Regions from separate parts of the Lactuca sativa genome. Here region 1 is linked to region 2. A link is a contact called in public Hi-C data. All regions are on one chromosome and are shown on one strand. The core of a region is the stretch at or near the end of the contact, and the rest is flanking DNA. Distances in the headings are between cores, read along the strand shown.

What was found. A called contact is a pair of places that touch in the nucleus more often than the background predicts.
Region 1: a Hi-C map of seed shows a contact between it and region 2, with 3 times the contacts expected there. The contact joins the promoter of LOC111917024 here to the promoter of LOC111917023 in region 2. A contact is called at or near these places in 2 of 4 Hi-C or Micro-C datasets (leaf and seed).

The regions. Positions count from the first base shown.
Region 1 is chr4:300,576,465-300,582,631 of Lsat_Salinas_v11, reverse strand. LOC111917024 (type I inositol polyphosphate 5-phosphatase 5) reads right to left here and starts at 2,173. Exons shown (of 10, transcript XM_023912670.3): 1 at 1,663-2,173; 2 at 1,516-1,573; 3 at 1,103-1,159. The coding sequence starts at 1,779.
Region 2 is chr4:300,434,452-300,440,445 of Lsat_Salinas_v11, reverse strand. LOC111917023 (protein ALTERED PHOSPHATE STARVATION RESPONSE 1) reads left to right here and starts at 2,655. Exons shown (of 5, transcript XM_023912669.3): 1 at 2,655-4,050; 2 at 4,215-4,289; 3 at 4,383-4,585; 4 at 4,840-5,063. The coding sequence starts at 3,159.

The sequences.
Region 1 (6,167 bases), core at 924-3,423, 140 kb before region 2:
ATATATATATATATATATATATATATATATATATATATATATATATATATATATATATATATATATATATATAATGTTTGTTTAATTTGTTAAGATTCTAGTAAAAAAACAAATTTCTTTTAGAAATTTCGTAATTGTTTATCAGAACTTTGGACTAATTCTTAAAGTTCCAAATTTTTATTTCTAAATTCAAAAATTTAGTCTAAATCTAAAATGTCATCCTAAAAATATTTTTTTCTTAGAAAAATATTTTTCTTTGTCCATAATACTTTATTTTGGAGTTGGTGGTTATTTTCCAATAATTTTTTTATTGTTTCTTTAAATACACTTTACATTATGTTACTTTTATTATGGTTAGTTTAGCTAATTTCTCTTCTATTTATCAGCTAATATGGAATTATTCATTTCCCTCTAACTTTTAGTGGTATATATTATGTACGTTATCCATTTCATTCCAATAAACACAATTATAATGTAGTTTTTTTTATATAAAGTATCGTATATTATGATGAGATTGAAAAGCACATTACATCATAGATATTTGATATTTGAATCATTAGATATAATTTTATCCTCTCTAATAAATAAAAGTTTTTTTGCCATTTGTCAAATTCTTAAGAGTTTTGTCACATGTAATTTTGTGAGAGTTTTAGAATTATTATTTTCGCACTTGTAATTTTTTTAAGAATTTCCATTTTTTAAAATAAAATTTCAAATAAAAAAAGAGAATCATTCTATTAATTTAATAATAAAGTTTTATAAATGCTCTAAAGAAGATTTGATTTTTTTTATAAATGTTTGAAAAGATTACATTATGATATGTAAAAGTATTATTTTATAAAATATTTAATGTTTAAATATTGATATAAAATTTTTATTTTTAATAAACCCGTGTAATACACGGATCTCACAACTAGTTTATATTAATAAAGAAATCGTTAGTGAACTTTTTGATAACTTTCCAAACGTTTATTTAACAACATAAAAACTAGCGCATTGGTTAAGTTTATTAGATTTAACCTAGAAAAATGTTTCATATATGAACCAAAAATTGAATTTCGGAAGGGCACGATCGTAAATTTGAAATATGTAAGCTACGCACCTGAATGATGTTTCGCCCACGACACATTCTGTCGAGACTCGATTTTCAGCGCCAAATCTATTTTCCACAAATAATAATAATAATAAGTGATTTTCTAATATGTGATTTATATATATATATATATATAAAAGAAATATTAATTGATAATATATATTATCATAATTAATTATAAAATACATTAATTATAAAAAATATTATCATAATTAAATATAAAGTGTATTAATAATTTCCATAATTAATAAATGTATTTCGAATTTAATTATGATAATATTTTTTTCATAATTAATACTTTTTACTACGTATATTAGAAAATCCCTAATAATAATAATAATAATAATAATAATAATAATAATAATAATAATAATAATAAGTTTTTAATTATTTGAAGAGAATATATTAAACTAATTAATCACCTTGAGGAGCCCCATCTGAATCTGCCATTTCCTGTTCATCGTTATCGCTGCCATCTATCTTTCATCCAAATAAATTCAGAATTATCGACCTATTGTTGATGATTTAATCAGAATAGTAATTATCGTTTCCATACAAAGATCGGCTACCTTTGTTTTCGCTTCGTCCATAACGGACTTGTCAGGGGTGGTGCCTGTGGCGGCGATTTGGCCTGTGGTGGCGCTGTCGCTGCTGTCATCTGCGGCGATGTCGGTAGCCTTAGTCATGACAACGGCCAGTTTATGATCATTCTGCTCCGGCGTGACGCCCTATGATTTATTTTCTTTCTTCTTTCTTTGTTTCTTGTGATCGAATTTAGTTTTGTGGTTGGAAAAAGATGAAACAGATGTAGTTATCGAAGGTGGGCCACATCGTACGTTTTCTGAGGGGTTTCATGTCCATTTTTCGATGAAGGTGTAAACGTGCATGAATTATGCGGTTTTTATGTATCTCTCTTAATTTAATTTTGTTTTTAACTCCTCCTTTCACGTACTTCCGATCCATTTTATTTGTCAACATTAACATTTTTATTTAAGATCCTACAACTTATAACAAGAATATATATTGCCACTTTAACTTTGAAATAATGTTATCATATTTTTATGTCAAGGTTTTGCTTACTGTTCTAGTTACACAGAAAAAATAAAAGTATTATATGGATTATTTAAAAAAAAAAAAAGCATTACATGGACTTTTTTTATAAATTAAAAAATTACAAAACTAAATCCGTCAAAATCTAGCCAATCTAAAACATTGTTGTTCAGTTCATCGATTTTTATTATATATAATATAATAGTATATTCAGAACAAATATATATATATATATATATATATATATATATATATATATATATATATATATATATATATATATATATATTCAAATGTTTCTAGCAATTATTGTGTGTCAAAATACACCAATAAGAATTCAAGAAATAATAAATAATTAAATAAATCATTTAAGGATATTTTGGACCTTTTTACTTTTAATTAAGGAAATCATTTAATTAAAATCCTACAATTAAAGAAATAAAATCATTTAAGGGTACTTTTAATTAAAGAAATAATAAAATGCACCAATAAGAATTCAAGAAATAATAAATAATTAAATAAATCATTTAAGGATATTTTGGACTTTTTGTACTTTTAATTAAGGAAATCATTTAATTAAAATCCTACAATTAAAGAAATAAAATAAATATATTTGACCTAGTCATTTAATTGAAATTTTGTCAACCATTGCCCTACCACCATCTCGTGTCGTTGCCTCCCTCCAGATCCACTTTCGTCGCTGCCTTTGACTTGCTCAATAGATGTAGCCGCCTCCGACTTCTCCACTGCATCGTATTCGTCTACCATTTGCCCCTGGCATGCTCCACAGGTATACGCTAATTGTGCCTCCAACTTTACCTCTGATCCTCTTGTTGGCTTTTTTGTTTTCGGATCAACTGGACCATCCAACTTCACCCACTACTACCACCGAGCACTCCACTGCCACCCCTTTATTTCAATGGAAAATCACCGCCAACACCCTCTATTACTACTGTGATGCCGCTTTGAGAAGTCCTCCACCTCCCTTGACTTCGTCCGGCAGCAGGAGGCTGTTGGCCTCCACCGTTATCATTAAACGCCCCACCATCGCCGCCCGCCGGCTGTTGCTATTCTGTCACCTCTAGCCACCCATTTCGGTTAAAGGTAACCTCGCATGCCTCTATTTGCTTCCTGTATACTTCGTCGATTAATAGAAAACACAAAACGATTTTATTTTGTTACTAGTCGTGCATAAAGGTCGATACAGGAGGAAAGTCTCCTCCTGTTTATCAATTGTTTATCAACTGAACCAAACTCCCAAATTAAAATAAATTTGTTTAACCCAATTTCAAAATTTATTACAAATCTAGTCCCTAACTCAATAAACTTCATTTAATTTGTTCAAAACAAACCCTCTCCTACAAATGATTTTTATACTGGTCCTAATAGCCTAAACTAATCATTATTTTATCTACATTTAACCCTCCTTGTGATTTATTTTCAAAATAATTTCAACTCTATTGCAAATGTGTGTTTGTTTCTTGAATTCATGACTAGGAATGAATGCAGTTGCGTGTTGATGATTCAATCACAGCTCTTGAATTATGTATTCAATCACAACTCTTGAATTCTGTAATGTATTCTATTAGAATTTATTTATATAAATGTATTTTGTTAGAATATTTGAGAATAATTGTTAATAACAAGTATATCTGTTTAACTGGTAATAAATTTGTGATACTTTATGGTTGAGTTTTTAGTCTCTACTACATTCTGTCAGAATTTATAGTTTTTTATTTTCTATTATATTTTGTCAAACTTTATAGTCTTTAATACATTCTGTCAGAATTTATAATTTTTATTCTCTTAGAATGCATTGAATTTTTTAATTTTTGAAACTTGATTATGTTTTCTTTGTAGATTTAGGTTTTGAAGAGGCTAACATTGATGTGGAGAAGGAAGAAAACATAGACAACGAGAATGTATTATACCAGAATGTGTTATGCTACAATGTATAAAGTGTTGCTTAAAAATAATATTTTCTCAGAATAGATTAGTGTTTTTGTTAGATTTTGATGTTTTTTTTCTTTTTTCTTTCAGAATATTGTTATTATTTAATGAATCACAATCATAAAATGTAATTATTTGGTATATTATAGGTTCAAGAATTGATTTTGTGTATTCTTTTCAGAATGTATTTACTAGTTTATGGTTGACATTCGATCATTCTGACAGAATAAAATCGAAAAATATATTTACTAGTTTATGATTACCATTCTATCATTCTGCCAGAATAAAATTGGATTTTTTATTTTGAATTAATTTAAAATATTCAGATTTTTAAAAATAAAGGAATTAATTATCCCTAAAAATCCGAAATTTCTTTTTTTTAATATAGGTTAATTGACTAAAATGCCCTTATGCTGAAATTTGTGTGATTATATGGTACATGTTATCATATTCTACTATCATAACCTAACCATATATATATATATATATATATATATATATATATATATATATATATATATATATATATATATATATAAGCATGTTCAAATGAAAATAATTCTTAATTTGAGAACAATTGAGAACAAATTTGGACAATTGATTTTAAATATCAAAAATTGAAAATTTTATTAATATTTTTATTATTTTTATTAAGCAGACAGATAAAAAGACCCAATTCCATTGACCCACTCCACCCCATGCCACCCCCACCCTACCAATATACCAATATCTGATGTTCCTATCCCCTTTCACAATGGAAGTTGGAGCACAACTGACCACTGGACAGATGTCGGATAACCCCACCGGACTTATCAAAAATCCGTTGGAATAACCAAAATGGCGTCGAAATCAACGAAATGGAGTCAGAATCACCGATCGATGACTCTCAACTTTCCTAGATCTAGTTGTTCACTACATCCTTCCACCTTTACTCCTCCCAACGTCGGCCGCTACTATAGAATCTGAAATCACCTCCGCCTCTCCCCTCCCAAAACCGCCACCCTTAACCATTGATGGAATTTGGCCATATGAACATTCCTATGTGCACATGCAAACCCTAGTGCTTGGATCTAGGTTTCTCTAATTAAACATGCTTTGAATCCAAGAATTCTAATGACTAATTAGGTATAAGAACAATACAAAATCAGATCTAGAAGTTTACCTTTGAATCTCTTGTTTTGATCTTGTTGTCTTGGAGCTCTAGAGTCACAATTGTCACTCCTCTAATGGCTTCCAAACACCAACTAGCAAGGAGGATGATTTGAAAGAGAGCAGAGGGATTAGAAATCGGCCAGGGGTTCTTTGCTTTAGTAGAGGTGCCGATTTCTCTTGCCCTAGGGGTCTATTTATACTTGTAAGGCTCCTAGGGTTTCACCCTTAAACCCTAGTTGGATAATCTTTCCTTAAAGCAATTCAAATCCTTTCCTTAGATAAGCCTTGGACGAATTTGAGGCTATCCCAAGCCCTAGAATCCGTCCATCCTCTATCCAATAAGGAATTACAGCCCAAAGTGTAACTATCAAACAATCGACAGTTTATACCCTCTTATTTAATTAATCTCTTTAAGTCACCAAATTAATACTAATTAATTTATGACTTATATTAATAAAATAATAATATTATTATTCTTTATATTATTCTCATAATATATTAATAATATCTATTCTCTCATAATAAATCATCCTATCAAGTTGCTATGGTAAAGGCAACCCAAAAGGACCATGCACAATCGGGTCAAATACTTGCCTAATATAGTTGCAGCCTTAGACACTATTCCAAAAGTCTCCCACTTGGATAAGTTTAGTAACTATATGCACAAGTACAATTTGATTTGCAATCGTAGCTCTCAAAGACGCTGTCAAACTCTGATCTAATCAATCTTGTCCTTTAGATAAGGGATCGTACAGTCCTCTGTAAGATATCATGCTGACAATTCTATGGAATGATTAGTCAAGCATTTAGGTTTCTCGATCTCTGATTTATTTGACATAAAACTAAATCGAACACATCAATTCAGTTCTGACCGTGCCCGACACATAAGTCAAATCAAATCATCGAGCAGCTGAGATATCGC
Region 2 (5,994 bases), core at 1,406-3,905:
GGTATGACTTTAACAAACAGGGACCTCATTCAAATATGATAAAAAGGGCTTGGATATCATTCCGATGGAAATATATTCATGTAATCATCAATACACGTTTATCCCACAAAACCAATAGATAGGATCACTTAAACCTATACGAGATATATATTCGATTTGTTATGTTTCATGGTCACAACATGGACTCTGCACAAATCTTCTTTGATCAATTTGTGTCACTAATACAAAAGGTCCCTTCTCATTAGTCAAATGTTCATTTTCCAAGATTTTTATCCTTAGCTAGGTATCAAGGCAAATATCTAATCCCCGCTTAAATAGGGGTTCACTAAATGATATACCATGATGAATATCATCATCAAAATGATAAACCGAGGATCATAACATTTCAAAAATGTAGTTTTCAAATTGTTATGATTTAAAATGACATGAAGTGAATAGCTTATGATCGAAATGTTATAAATCAATAAAAACAATTATCAAATTTGAATGGTTTAGGATCCATATATTTTATGATCCAGACATGTTGCATTAAACAAATAAATGCTATGATCTAGCTTCCACAGTTTTTATGATACATACATGTTATGATCCAAAACATAACGATCCAAATACATATGTTCATAATCTAATTAGGTGCAATAATATTCCATATATTATGGTGTATTGGCATAGTTAACTAGTTCAATAATCTTATAGCTTATCTAGTAATATATTATCTTTTACGTAATGGACATGCATAATTGTTTCTTTAGGTGGTTGGTTTTTATCTAGTTAGATATTTTTTTTACATCTACTTTTCTTTTTGATGATCATCTTTCTTCTAGACACACCCATAAATCCATAACTCTCTCATCTTTTCTCCTAAACATCTTTTAGATTTACAAATTTTATATGTAGACTAAAAAGAAACTGTAAATGAAGGGTATGAAATCACTCACTTACATCTTACATAGACATAAATACAATCAACTTGTGTATGTAAAACACAACAAAATTCTAGAAAACATTTTGAACACCTTATTGTATTTAACTTCTTAAAGACATTTTTTATAACATTGTCATATGATTATGATAGAGAGAAATTACAAGCTTTTCATTGAAAAGCATAAAGGCTACAAAGAATAAAGCGGTGAATAAATACTAGCAAGACAAAACCCTAATGGACTAATGACTAAAGGGCCCATAAGCACGTGAGCTAATAATATATAGGCTAACATCCCCCCTTAAACTCACAATGCCATAACAATAAGAATTGAGAGTTTGTCACACAAGAACCGAACCCAAGAAGCCAATAAAGTCTTCGTAAAAATATATGCAAGCTGCAAGGTTGATGAAACAAATAGAAGCGATATAGTTCCTAGCTGTAAGTGATGACGGTAAAGTGACAACCAATCTCAATTTGCTTTGTCTACTAATGGAAAACAGAATTTTTCGCAATTTGTATCGCCATATGATTACTAGAGAGAAATTACAAGGTTCTCAATGAAAAACATAAAGGATACAAAGAATAAAGCGGAGAATAAATACTAGAAGACAAAACTCTAATGAGCTAAATACTAAAGGGCACATAAACATGTGGGCTAATAATATATAGGCTAACAATTTTAACAAACACATTGATTGCTTCATCAAATTGGGATTTTAGATAGTCATATAATTCAAAATATGATGTTGTTGATGTCCATTAGCATTCATTAATGGGCTAAAGACTAAAGACTCATAAACATGTGAGTTAATAATATATAGACTAACAATTTTAACAAACACGTTGATTGCTTCATTAAATTGGGATTTTAGAGAGTCGTGTAATTTAAAATATCATGTTGTTAGATGTCCATTAGCATTCAGTAGCATTGAATTTCAGTATGAATCAACTTTCCTACCAAAACATTCTAAAAGGTTTCAAGCATGAATTTTATTACTTAAAGTCTTTTTTTAATAAAATTTCAATTTTTAACCTAATTCTAAAAAAATAGAGTTGTAGATGAACATTTTTTTTCTAAATCATGTTCGATTCGTATTGGGTTTGAATAGCAATGAAACTAACTTTAAATCAATTGTTTACCAAAAAAATAAAACATGAATTCACTTCGATATGAGACTGACTATAAAAAAATAGAGGAAGATGAACAATAAAATATCGTTTTCGTTTTCAAATCTAACCTGATTTGCGTGATTTGAAACGAATATTGTAGCTTTCAATAGAAACAATCACGATTATTGTCTTCGATTTTAGTTGATGAATAAAGGAAGATGGTGAACAATGGATGTTACGTTGCTCAAATGTCTCCCTTCTCATCCCAATCTTCTTTAAGTATAACAAAATTCATTTTTTGTTTTAGCCAAACCCAATTTTTTGCATCCCAAAACAATTATTTGTTTGCAGCCCAATTCATTATTTGTTTGAAAAAGCCATTAATAAACATGATTGAACGAAATTATCCTCATAATCTTCACCAATTTTCGAACTTTGACCAGATCCAGTATTACAATTACCTTTATAATTTCGTGACGATAGTAAATATTTTTTACTACAAATATTCCTTTTTTTAATAGTTGCATATAATTGACATGCAAGCTTGATATATTTTTTGTATTATTATATGATAAAGTCGTCGCTTTTTATCACAAATATATTATCGTACACTTTTTTAGTGAAGGGAACAGCTTTCAAGGAAAAAAGGTAGTACGCTCTTTGTAGGGGAAGAGTGAGTGAAAGAACAATGGTAGTGTTGATGAGTCATCGTCGTGTCCATCCTCTGTCAGATTCCCTTCGCCTTTTCCATTAAATCACCGTCAAAAATCCCGATTCCTAATCCTTTTCAAAAGTGAATCGATTCCCAGATATTCAAATCATTCATTTCCCAATGTTAAAGTCATCGTCTCAGTTCATCCTCTGTATTTCAACTACTTTTGTTGACAGCAAATCCACCTTTTTCTCCCAATTTTTCATCTGGATTATCCCATTCTGCTTTTTCCTCAAAAACCCAACTCGTTTTGCTTCTAAATTAGGGTTCTTCGTGTTTCTCTGTTAACATTTCGTGGTTTAAGTAGAAGTAGAAGAACAGAATTCAGATTCTCTCCTCTTTGTTCTTCGTTTCATATCGTTTCTGGGTTTTCGTTTCACTGATGCTGGAGTGAAATCGTTGATTTGAAAAATGGGGATTTCGAGTTCAAAAGCAGAGACATGTGAAGCTTTGCGATTATGCAAAGAGAGAAAGAAGTTCATCAAACAAGCAATTGATTCAAGGTACAATTTAGCAGCAGCACATGTTGTTTATATTGAATCCCTTCAAAACATAGGAATCGCCCTTCGTAAATTCGCAGAAAGAGAAGTAATCTTAGGCTCATCTTCAACCACATATGCCGAGAAACCCCCACCCCCACCGCCATCTCCACCACAGATTGACCTGAATGGTGCCACCGGTGGCGGTGGCGACCAATCGGATTCTCCATCTCCGCTGCCAGATATGAGCTTAAATTACATGAAATCCAGTGGGGCTGGTGTTGTAACTGTTAATGTAAACCCATCGAAGAGTAGTAATTGTAATAAGATTTATTTAGACGATGTTGAAAATCCGTCATTCACAATGTCGCCACCGCAGCCGCCGCCTCCTCCTCCTCGTTATTCTTGGGACTATTTTGATCCAACAGAGGGAAGCTTTAGATTTATGAGTCATGAACGATTTCAAGTTAACTCCGTTGATACAAATGTCCATGATCAGTTCCCTGATCAAGATGCCGATTTGGGAGAATTCAATACACCTCCTGAATCAGTGAAAAAGGATCAAAATCCGCATTTTGATGATAACAATTTGGTTGCTAATGAAGCAAACGGAGTCGCTGAAAATGAATGTGATATGAACGATGGTTGTTTGAGTGAGGAAGAAACAGAGGATTCTTCAGAGTTCGTCATTCATGGAGGTAAAGATTTTCTTTCGGACATCAAAGAGATCGAGAATCACTTCATTAGAGCATCGAAAGCAGGAAATGAAGTTTCAAGAATGCTCGAGGCAAATAAGATTCAATTTAGCTATTCAGACGCTAAAGGTATTTTCAATTTAGGTTTTAAATTTTTGTTTTTTCATTCAAATCGCTAATTAATTTATCAATATGATTATTTATTTTATTTATTTAAGGGTGCGTTTACCCTTTTTATTTTATTTTATACTATATAATTTTATTTATCATTTAAAATAAATGGTGTAATTCAGGTAACTCAACATCAACAGGATCTTCTTTGGCACTCCTAACTTGTTTTAAAGGCGAAACCTCACTTGTGTTGCATGGTACGTAATTTTCATTTTAAGAAATTGTACTTCGAAATTTCTACCTAAAAGTAGGAAGCTATAATAAACAAATCATGTGTGTGTTTTATTTAGAACCTCAACAAACAGCAAAAGTGATTACATGGAAGCGATCAATGTCTTCACGTTCATCATCATCATTGCATCCTCCAAGCACACCAACAAAAAATGATAACGAAAATAATTTCATGGAAGAGTTTTGCATGATTGCAGGAAGCCATTCTTCAACTCTTGAAAGATTGTATGCATGGGAAAGAAAGCTTTATGATGAAGTGAAGGTACCCCGAAAATCTTTTTCCTATTACGACTTTATACTTTGAAAAAATCTACCTAATTATGACATTGACTATTGCTTTGTGCTTTTGGGTGACATTGTTATAATTGGGTAGATTTCTCAATTTACAATGTTGTAATATGAAGAAATGATAGATATGATGCTATAATAAACAAATCAATGAAAATATGTTGTTATTTCTTATATTTATCACTTTAAAGTTGATGAAAAAAATTCTTTTGATTTGGGATTTTGTAGGCAAGTGAATCTATTAGGAAGGAGTATGACCGAAAGTGTGATCAACTTAGACATCAATTTGCAAAGGATCTTAAACCTCATGTGATTGATAAAACTCGAGCTGTTGCTAAAGATTTGCATTCGCGTATTTGGGTTGCGTTACATACGGTTGATTCTATATCAAAACGGATTGAGAAAATAAGAGATGAAGAGTTACAACCGCAACTTGTGGAACTCATTCAAGGGTAAAGCATTAAATTTTAATTTTTTTTTCTTAAATGAACATTGTGGATTTATTTTACTTTACTAAAATATTAACAAATGAAATACTGTAAATATTTAATAAAATTATAAGCAAATATAATAATACTAAAATTTAGCATTGTAAAAATGTAAAACAAAATGAAATGCTAAATATTAAAAAAAAACACACTACATTAATTATAAGAATAAATCGAATGCTTAAAACTTCAAATTATGAATCATAAAACATAAAAAAATGGATTACTTAAATTAAGAATTTTAAATATTTACAAAACTTGCATCTTTTATAGTAATTCCTAGAAAGTTACAACCAGAATACTAACGGTTCATAAAGAACAATCAAACTTACAATAATTTTAAGAATTGTAAATATATTATAAAGAAATGGAATTCTTAAATTAATATATGTATAAAAAAAGTACAATAAATGTGCTGTTTATATCAATTACTAACAAACCAAGCACTTAAATAATTAATATAGGACAAACGAAATTACAATAATTATAAAAGTACAAAAAAAACTATTTAAAATGTTATACCCAAATGAAATACTCAAACTAAATATCATAAAAATTGCAAAACGATTATTTGACTTCTAGAAATTTACAAAGGGAGCATTGTAATGCTATGTTTGGCCTACTAGCTGAAAAACTAGCTGTTAAATAAAAAGCTAGCTGATAGCTAAAAAGCTAGCTAATAAAAAATAACGTTTGATAAAAATAGTTGAAATATATAAAATTACATAAAAGGACATGTAAAAATATGTGTTTCTATAATTAATTAAGGGGTGTATTTGGAAACTTTTAAAAAAGCTCTTAAAAAGCTAGTCTAAATAGCTTTTCAAAACGCTAGCTTATAAACTACTTTTTGGTTTACCAAACACGACAACATAAAAAAGCTCGAAATATAAGC